Linked DNA regions of Mus musculus: all the other regions are linked to region 1. Evidence: chromatin contacts called from public Micro-C and promoter capture Hi-C data. All regions are on one chromosome and are shown on one strand. The core of a region is the stretch at or near the end of the contact, and the rest is flanking DNA. Distances in the headings are between cores, read along the strand shown.

Region 1 (3,085 bases), core at 208-2,707:
GGGCTCCAACACCCCCTCAAGGGATGCATGTTAAAAGTGAGGCCCAAGACCCCCAGAGACTTTAATCAACTTTCCCCCTCTAACTTCCAAAGAATGAATTGGTTGTCTCCACAGGCGCAGCGGGCTCTTCCCTCTCATTGTGTGCAGGCTCAGACCCAGCGAGGATCCAAGCTTCCCGCAGGGAACTAAGACGCTCCGGCTGCCGGTGGAGGCTTTCTCTAACTGTAGCGATTGTCTCTGGAGATGACCAAAATCAAGTATGCATTAGATGACCTCTATTTCTTCCACCTCGACACACACACACACACACACACACACACACACACACACACTTGCACACGTGCACCCCGGAGTCCAGAGTATTTTGGAGCAGCAGGCCGCCTCTAACTGCACAAAGTGGCAGCGGAAGAGCAAAGGTTTTGGTCTGCAGGATGACCCTCTAGAGGGCAGGAGGCTCCGAACACCAAACAGAGAAGACGCAAGGACAAGGGAGTCCTGGGAGTACAGGGCTTTTGTTTGTATGGGTTCGCGGACCGCCTGGGCTCTGTCGGAGGCGCCACTGAAAATACAAACTCTTTCTGGGATAGAGAAGTAGATAAACTGGACCCCAGTTGGGGTGCGGTAGGAATCCAGAAAGAGATAGGCAAAGGATCAGCATCTCCCCCAACATACATACACACACACACACATACACACACACCACCTCCAAAGTTCTTCTACACTTCCTGTCAGCACTGACAACCACAGCTGGATGCCTACGACCAGTCCTCCAGAGCCCAGCCCGCAGCCGAGCTTCAGAGAGAGTCCTGGATGGCCTCCCTCGGGCGGCCCGTGCAGGCGGCGGTCGAATGACCAGCTCCGGGACCGGCGAGGCGCTCACCGGGCACTCAGCTCTGGGGGGGGGCGGACGGTGGAACCCGGGCGCGGGCGCTGCTTACCTTGGGCATCAGCCCCGCGTGCGGCCAGCAGCAGCGCGGCCAGCAGCGCCAGCGGTGGCGGGCGCGTCCCGCGGCGGCGCGGCCGGTGCATTCCTCCTCTCGTGGCGGTGCTGGCGGCTCCCTGGCGGCGCGCAGAACATCCACGGGTTCGCCCAGGGCTCCGGGTCACTTCGTCCTGCCGCAGGCACTCGCAGGACACCGGGGGGCCTTTGCAAAACTCTTTGTCCCTCTGACCTGCTCCCTCGTCTCCGCTCTGCCGCCCTGGACCTGGGAGCGCGGCTCCTCCCGGTCGGTACTCCGCAGCAGCCCTGACTCAGCCGGCTGTTCAGTCCTAGGCTCTCTGTGTCGCTCTTGCGAACCGTGTGTCTCCGGCTCCGACTGCAGAAGAGCGTGCCCAGTGCCTGGAGCTGCGGTCTCGGGGCTCACTAAGCCGAGGCTCCTCCAGCTCTCCACGATCTCTCTTCTCGCCCAACTTGTCACTTTCCACCAACTCCACAACCCAGCGCCCCAGCCCGGACCAATGGCAGAGGCGGGCCCAGGCCGGGGTCCCAGCGCCCTCTACTGCTACCTCCTGGACTCGCACCTTCCAAGGCATCTCGGAAAGCAGCTACCACACCTCCTGTTAACCCATCATCCCCCCTCCGCCCCCTCCCCCTCCCCCCCAACCCCACTCCCCACCCCCCACTCGCTGGGGACCAGCCATTGATGTTGATGGGACCTTTGAGACATTTTGACGGAGAAGGACTTTAGGGAGATGGGCTTCCAGTGTAAAGTGTGACTGGATAAGTTAGGAAGCCCAGATTTTAACTGTCTTTCTCTGCCACTGCCTTGGGTGAGGGAACATGTACAGATATTACACCGTGCCCCATTTAATTTCTTCTTTCCCAAAAGTTGCTTAAGGGGGAGCCCAAATACAAGTGACTCATGTGTCTTCTTGTTTTTAATCCTAGGACCACTACATCTACACCAAGCTCATCTGATCTGCTTCTTTTAGGACATTAAGAGAAGATTCATCTTCGTTCTTTATTGTCACTGTCCCCCCGGCCTCCTGAAAGTTGTTTCTCTGCCTTCTGAACATGAACAGAGTAATATTTCAGTTTGTCTTTTTAATATTTTTTATATCACATAAGTGTTCTGTTTCTTTACATACGGTGTATTTCTCTTGCTCTTGCTCAGCTAAGCAAGTCTATTACCTCCTATTTACATTACTTACAGTGTTTTTATTTTTTTCTCCTGGTTTGCCGTTTATTGGTTTTGTAATTCATAAATGCTCTTGGGAGTTCAGTACCAAGAACACCCTGGATCATATAAAGTGAGCACCCACTGTATGCCAGACTGACTTGGATTCCAAGGATGCAAGAGTAGCTAAGGACCCCTGTCAATATTGTTCCCCAGAACACAAAGATACTCAGAATCTGTCCATGGTCACCTGGCTTCCTACTAAGTACCTTCTGCTTGCCTGCTGCATTATAGACAGTGAGACATATTGCAGTTTTAAAAGTTGGTGTGCAGAGACAGGAGTCTAGCACAGCTATCCTCTGAGAGGCTCCACCCAGCAGCTGACTCAGACAGATACAGACACCCACAGCTAAACAGCAGATGGAGCTTGGGAGAATCTTATAGAATAGGAGAAAGGATTGCCACCCCTGAGGGGATAGGAACTCCACAAGTAGACCAACAGAGTCAGCTAACCTGGACCCCTGGGGCTCTCAAGAGACTGAACCACCAACCACAGAATATACACAGGCTGGACCTAGGCCTCCCCACACATATGTAACAGTTGTGCAGCTTGCTCTTCATGTGGGTCCTGAACAACTGGAGTTTGAGGTATCCCAAAAGCTGTTGCCTGTGCCTGGATATGTTCTAGCTAGGCTACCTTGTCTGGCTTCAGTGAGAGAGGATGCACTTAGCCTCAAAGGCACTTGATGTGCCAGGGTAGGGGTTACCCAAGAGGCCCTCACCAGCTCAGAGAAGGGAAGGGGTTGGGGAGGGATGATGGGAGGGTGTGACCAGGAAGGGGGCAGTGAGTGAGATGTAAAGTAAATAAGTATTATTATTATTAATGATAATAATTTTTTTAAAATATTGTTTTGCAGAAAGAAAATGAATGACTTGTCCACACTCCCTATGAACCATGGACAATACCC
Region 2 (3,122 bases), core at 358-2,857, 680 kb before region 1:
GGCTTGGTACTCGGAGTGTCATCTCATCAGTTCCTAATTGAGTGGGCCTTCTTCGCCAAGAAGATGAGAATAACGGCGCGATAGGATCTCCAGGTGGTTGCTGTCTAGCAATTTTTACAACTGTGGGTTATTAGTAGCATCGTCAGAAATCCTTATCAGCCAAAGGCAATTAATCTACAACCCTAGGGAAGGCCAAAAGACGCAGGGGGAAAAAAATGGAAACCCTATTCACCTTGCCCTTCCCAGCGAAGGCACACACAAACCAGAAATTACACAGCGGACAAGAGGCGACCAATGGCCGCAAGAGCGGAAAGAAAAAGAGTCCCCAGAAGGACTGGAGCGGGGGATCCGCCAGATCAGCCCCTCCCCTCCCCCAAAGCGGCAGGGCAGGGAGAGCGAGCCCCGGTTGCTGGGCCGCCCGGACCCCAACAGTCCTGCGGCCCAGGCGGACAATCTACCTTCGCTCCCTCGCCCACTCGTGCGCCTGGTCTCCAGGACGCTGGGAGGTTTCAAGAGGGTGGAGTGGGGGAGCCTTGGAGAATGCCCCGAGCCGGGCGGGACCGCTGCCTAGGGATGGGAACACAAAGAGGAAAGGGGAGTTTGCAGGAGTGACGAGTGAAAACAAATCTGCGAAGGAAGAGAGTGCAAACTGGGGAAGGAAGCGCGGATAGAGCAGAGAATCCCCAGCCAACAAGAAAGGAGCCGGGGCCGAGAAGAGGGGGAAAGTGGGTGCGGGGCAGAGGCTCTGCAGAAGAGGGCAGCGGCAAATGAGTACACGGGACAGAGAGCACTGGATGTGGTGAAGTCTGCAGGAACCGAGAGGTCCCACAGCCCGCTTGGGCACTCCGTGCAGCGGCCCAGGGCTCTGCGCAGCGGGAGAGCGCTGCAAGTGAGGCGGCGCGAAGGGGGTCGCTTACCTGCATGGTGACCACCCCCAGCTCCTCGGCAGCCAGCCTCCGCATCTGGCTCGCCAGCACTTGCGCCTCGTCCAGGATGGAGAAGTCGGCGTCGGCCACGGCGCCCAAGATCCAGCATGCCACAAGGCAGAGCAGCCAAAGGGGCGGCCGCGGGGCCCCAGGCCAGCCAGGGCAGCGAGGACAGCGGCGGACCACAGCGGCCGGCCTTACGGTCTCCTCTTCCTCCGGCTCGCGGGCCATGCCGCCTCCGGCCACTCCCGCCGACGGGATTCGGGCGCTGGCCGCGGGAGGCGCAGCCCGCCAAACTTTCCTCGTCTCCTGCGCTCTCGGCTCCACGGCGCGGCGGCTGTAGCTGGAAAACTTAGGGGGCGCCCGGCTGCAGCGCGGGCGCGCGGGCGGCCACCATCGCCCGGCGGCAGCGGCTCGAAGACCGCGGCGCCCGCAGGCCGGGCGGGCGGCTGAGAGCACCGGCGGAGCGGCGCCGCCTTCGCTTTCCCGAGTCCCGGCGCAGCCCGGAGACGGCGGCGGCGCCACCAGTGTAGGCGCGGCGAGGCGACCGGGGCGGTCTCCCGGCGAGGAGGGAGAGGGAGGTTTAAAAGACCGAAGTGAGAGAAGAGAAAGGAAAGAAAGCGGCGGGGAAAAGGGAGGTGTCTGGTGCCACCACGCTGCGCTCCGGCTCCGTACACTTCCCGGCTCCGCCGCTGCCGCTGCAGCGGTGATTTATGGAAAGAGGAGGGAGGCGGGGAAAGTCCCGCGCTCGCCCCTCCTCTCCCTCCTTGCACGGGGCGACGCCCTGGGACGCTGGGGGCCCGGGATACTGGGGGACCTCGCTTGCACAGGACCCTTCTGGCCTGAGAAGGGGATCATTTGAGACCTTCCCATAGCTGGCCACGCGACCGCCCCCACCCCCTGACTCGGCCCGTGCAGGAGATCTCGGGTCCCAAGTGTTACAGGTTCCACCCACCCACCACCCAAAGTCCCTTTTAAGTTCGAGAACTCGGGCTTTCTGCCTGACCCAGACCTAGGAAGGGAGCAACTGTCTTTAGAGCTTTAACTCCCTTTCCTCATTTTTTATTAGTAACAATAGCTCGCCCTCGTGGGCACAGCGGACTTGGTTTGTAACCAGCTATCATGTGGCCAGCACAATACTCTGAGGTCTACATTCAGTGTGTGTGACTCATTATCCTTTAATCCCAGGACGAGGCTAAGAGGTTGTATCTTGATCCTGAATTTTCAGGTAACAAACTCCGAGCCTTAGGGAGTTGCAACAAATAGCTGAAGGTCACCCAGGGATAAGCTACTGACCCAGAGTTTAAGCACAAGTATTACTTTCAGGCCTGTGCTCTGACCTTCCACTGGATGTTTCTCTCTCTCTCTCTCTCTCTCTCTCTCTCTCTCTCTCTCTCTCTCTCTCCTCCCTCCCTCCTTCCCTCCCTCCCTCCCTCCCTCCTGCCCTCTCTCTTTGTGTTTGTGTGTATAAATCCATCTGACTCCATTACAGGCAAAAATAACAAATAAAAAATAAAAACGAAAACAAAGCTGAAGTTGAGCTCATAGCATCCTCCTGCTTTCATAAGCATGGCAGGTATGGCTCCTGAGTACTGGATCAGGCTCTCTGAGAGCCACCATAGAGAAACAAGTGTGTGCTGCAGGGCGAGTGTCCCTGTATAAAGCATTCATTCACTTTCCTATAGACTATGAATGTGCTGCTTCAAGAGTCCTAGAAACTACAGCTATGGGTAGGCAAATGTGAGGGGAGGGGGTAACTGAGAATGCCCCCCACCATACTCTTATGTTTGAGTACTTGGTCCCCAATTTGGGGCTGTTTGGGAACAATTAGAAGGTGTGGTCATTTTGGAGGAGTGTGCCACTAGGGATGGTCTTTGAGGTTTAAAAAAAACATTCTGGAGAGATGGCTTAGCGGTTAAGACCACTGACTGTTCTTCCGAAGGTTCAGAGTTCAAATCCCAGCAACCACATGGTGGCTCACAACCATCCATAATGAGATCTGATGCCCTCTTCTGGGGTGTCTGAAGACAGCTACAGTGTACTTATGTGTAATAAATAAACAAATCTTTAAAAAAAAATTCTCAGTTAGCTCTCTCTGCCCCAGGACTGTGTCTGGACACGTGAACTCTCAGCTACTGCTCCAGAAACATGCCTGTCTTTCATCATGCCCCCCCCCCCACATCCCCTCTATGATAG
Region 3 (3,233 bases), core at 92-2,591, 970 kb before region 1:
TGCATGTGCATACTTGTGCACAAGAAAAGGAAGAAAGACAACATGGTTATAGTTCAGTTGGTAGAGTGTTGCATGCATTCATGAAGTCTTGGGAGTAATAAACACACACTCTCTCATGCATGCAGGACTGTTGCGCCGAGCCTGTGGTACACACCTGAAATCCTAGCACATGGTAGGTGGAGAAAGGAGGATCAGAAATTCAAGGCCTGCCTGGGGATACTTGGCACGCTGTCTCAAAGAAAGAAAGGAGAGGAAAAGAGGGAAAAACAGAGAGAAAAAAATGGGGAGGGCTATGAATGAGAATGAATGAATATGAATCCCGAGAAAATCCTTCAAATTCTCTAGCGCTCCTACAATAAGATTTTAACTTTCGCAATCAGGGAAAAAAAAAAAAAGAAGTTAAGTCGACTCGGGCTTTCTAATCCAAGAAGCAACAGTTAATCTGGATTAAAGACTGCGAGCTGCTTAGCTTTAAACTCCGCGCAAGCACAGAAACAAATCCTGCCATACTTGGTTTGGCAGAAGGCTGCAAGACTGCCGGCGCAGTATCAGCCTCTGCTCTCTGCGGCCTTAACAAGCGGAGCAAAGTTGTTTCATACAAACTTGGTCAAGTGCTTCTGCAGAAGAACTCGCCCAGCTTTCCCGTGACCCCGCCCCCGTGGCAATCCAAGTCCCCAACACCCTACGCGGGACCCCTTCCCTTCTCGAGGGGCTCCGGAAGCCAGCCCCCTAAATCTGAGCTCCTCAGCTCCCCACCACGCGCCTTCACCTTCAACACCGCCTTGGGCTGGAGGGAACACAAAGTACAGACCAGACGTGGCAGCATCCGCCCCAGAACCCCCTGACCTTGCACGAGCCGCTCCGCCTTGCCCAGCCTCAGTTTCCCAACACGCTGCTCTCGCTGGCTGCAGAAAGGCTTCGTCGAGGCAAAGGGCTCTGGGCTCGGTGCGCATACCTCCTTCTCTCCTAGGCGCCGGGACCATTACGGTCTCCTCCGGTTTTGCGGTGTCCCCAAACCCGCCCCGGTCACCCCGGCCCGGTGCCCATACCTGGGAGCTGCTGTCCTGGGGCAGGTTTTTCACTAGGATTTTCCGCCGGTTGCTCAGCTCCCGTCGCATCCGCTGCAGCCGTGCAGCCACCTCCTGGGGGTGCAGCGCAGCCACCTCCCCCGGGCGCAGCGCGGGCTCCGCGGCCTCCCCCGCCGTCCCAGCAGAGGGTCCGGATCCCGAGCCCGCGCCCCCCGCGCCGCCTCCCCGCGCCGCCATCTTCCCGGCGCCCCGCTGCAGACTCGGAGAGGCCGGAGCGAAGCGGGAGAGAAAGCGGAGAGGCCGCGCGGGGGCGAGGCGGGCCGGACGCGGAGCAAGGGCGCGCGGGCGGGGGAGGCGCCGCAGCCGCCGACGCGGGAGGGGCGGAGCCCGGAGACACGCCCTATCCAGCCACGCCCCCGACGCTCCGCCCCCTCCCCCTGCAGGACACCTGCGGAATCTAGGACGCGGTAACATGGTGGGACTCGAACCCCTACCAACACTACCCCTAGCTCGCCGCGCTCGGCCTCGCCTCTCAAATCCGAGGGCCTCAGGCGCCACTGCGCAGGCCAGAGAACTCCTGGCCTCAATTCTGACACATCAAGAAGTGCGCATTTGGCAAAGTTAAGTTTTCGATGAAAAATAACATATGAGATTTATCTAAAAATATTCTGGGGGAAGGTTTGGTATTATTTAGTAAGACCTGAGCATAACAAATTTTCCTGGTTGTGTATAAGAAATCATTATCTTTCATCGGTCCCTTTGCGGCCTAAGATGACAACCTGGCTAGTTGTATTTGCAACACAAATCAAAGCTGAAACAAAGACTAGGACAGCTTCGGCAGAAGGCAGGGGAATAAGTTCCTTGATTATTTGAATTGAAACTTGGAAGGAGACATACTGTGGAAAGATATACCTAGTTAAAGTGAGATCTACAAAATATAATAAATACCCTTCAACTCTCACCAGCTGTAATGACTATTAGCAAATAGGAACACACACCTTACTTAAGTGTGCCCCATGAAAATGCACAAAAAAAAAAAAAAAAAAAAAAAAGCCTGTTTAACCCAGCAAGTGATCTGTTAAAGGAAAATGCTTTAAATATCATGAAAGGGCTGGAGAGATGGCGTATCGCTTTAGGGCACTTGCTGCTCTTGCAGAGGACCACAGTACTAATTCGAGTACCCAAGTCAGATGGCTCACAACTACCTGTAACTCTGCCTCCAGCGGATCCAATGCACTTTTCTGGCTTCCAGAGAAACACACACACACATCAAATGAATAAAATCATAAATTCAGTACTGAGCAGGTGCCACCCACATATTTCTAAGTATGTTACAGTGCTTCCCTTTAAAAAAAATCCAATTAGGCAAAGCTTATTTTCTTCCCATTACACATGAAGAAATGGAAGCTGGTGTGATTAGGCTCAATGTTCTAAATATTATAAAAATAAGTCATCTGTAATCACTCTACCCCAAAATTACGGTTAATAGTCCTCAGACTGTTCTAGAATACTTACATCATTAACATGAGTGAGGGCGGTGCCCCAGTATTTACAACCCTATTCCCTAGACACAGAGAGAAGATCCAATAGGCCTATTACAGTCTGTACCCACAGTGGAATATTGTTCAGCTATAAAAGGAAGGCGAAGGCTGCCAAAAGGTAGGTGAACCTCCAGATCATTAGGTGAAAGAAGATAGAGACGACAGTCACTCACTGTGTGATTCTTCTCATCAGGTAAATCCACAGAGCAAAACCAAGAGCTAGGCAAGGGTTGAGCAGAGCAGGCCATGGAACGCAATGGCTCCACTGGCTCACATGTCCCCGTGAAGCAATAGACATGTTCTGGAACTATAGAGAGGTGACGGTTGGCAAAAGCTGTAAATGCACCCAGTACCGCCGCAGGTCGTTTTTTAACTGATAATGGGAAGTACACCTTATAAACATGTCAGCTTATTTTTTTTTTCATGTTGCTCTGATTTAAAAACAAAACAAAATCTCCAACCAAAGCAAATTAAGGGAGAAGAGGCTTATTTCAGTCCACCATTCAAGGACAGAGTCACCCTAGCAGAGAGGTCAATGTAACAGAAGCTTGAAGCAGCTGCTCACAAGGCATCCACAAGCAGAAGCAGAGAACAGTGAGTGCATGGTCTCAGCTCTCTCTCTCCACTTCAGGATCCCAGCCAGGGAGTGGGAACTCCACAGGGC

The links. Promoter capture Hi-C pulls out the DNA fragments that hold promoters and counts their contacts. Hi-C and Micro-C count contacts between places; a contact is called where the count stands out from the background.
Region 2: a contact with region 1 is called in a Micro-C map of embryonic stem cells, with 4 times the contacts expected there. The contact joins the promoter of Cachd1 here to the promoter of Ror1 in region 1. A contact is called at or near these places in 2 of 484 Hi-C or Micro-C datasets (both in embryonic stem cells) and 3 of 115 datasets of contacts at active chromatin or transcription factors (craniofacial prominence and embryonic stem cells).
Region 3: a promoter capture Hi-C map of liver shows a contact between it and region 1, with 4 times the contacts expected there. The contact joins the promoter of Raver2 here to the promoter of Ror1 in region 1. A contact is called at or near these places in 6 of 39 promoter capture datasets (cranial neural crest, embryonic stem cells, hippocampal neurons and 2 more) and 1 of 484 Hi-C or Micro-C datasets (embryonic stem cells).

Annotation. Positions count from the first base shown.
Region 1 is chr4:100,094,163-100,097,247 of GRCm38.p6, reverse strand. It overlaps Ror1 (receptor tyrosine kinase-like orphan receptor 1), which reads right to left and starts at 1,457. Exons shown (of 9, transcript NM_013845.5): 1 at 939-1,457. The coding sequence starts at 1,029. It overlaps Gm35701 (a long non-coding RNA gene), which reads left to right and starts at 1,605. Exons shown (of 3, transcript XR_376465.2): 1 at 1,605-1,770; 2 at 1,889-2,023; 3 at 3,035-3,085.
Region 2 is chr4:100,775,164-100,778,285 of GRCm38.p6, reverse strand. It overlaps Cachd1 (cache domain containing 1), which reads right to left and starts at 1,607. Exons shown (of 27, transcript NM_198037.1): 1 at 918-1,607. The coding sequence starts at 1,157.
Region 3 is chr4:101,067,146-101,070,378 of GRCm38.p6, reverse strand. Raver2 (ribonucleoprotein, PTB-binding 2) reads right to left here and starts at 1,341. Exons shown (of 12, transcript NM_183024.1): 1 at 1,050-1,341. The coding sequence starts at 1,265. Gm35956 (a long non-coding RNA gene) reads right to left here and starts at 1,042. Exons shown (of 2, transcript XR_867959.2): 1 at 1-1,042.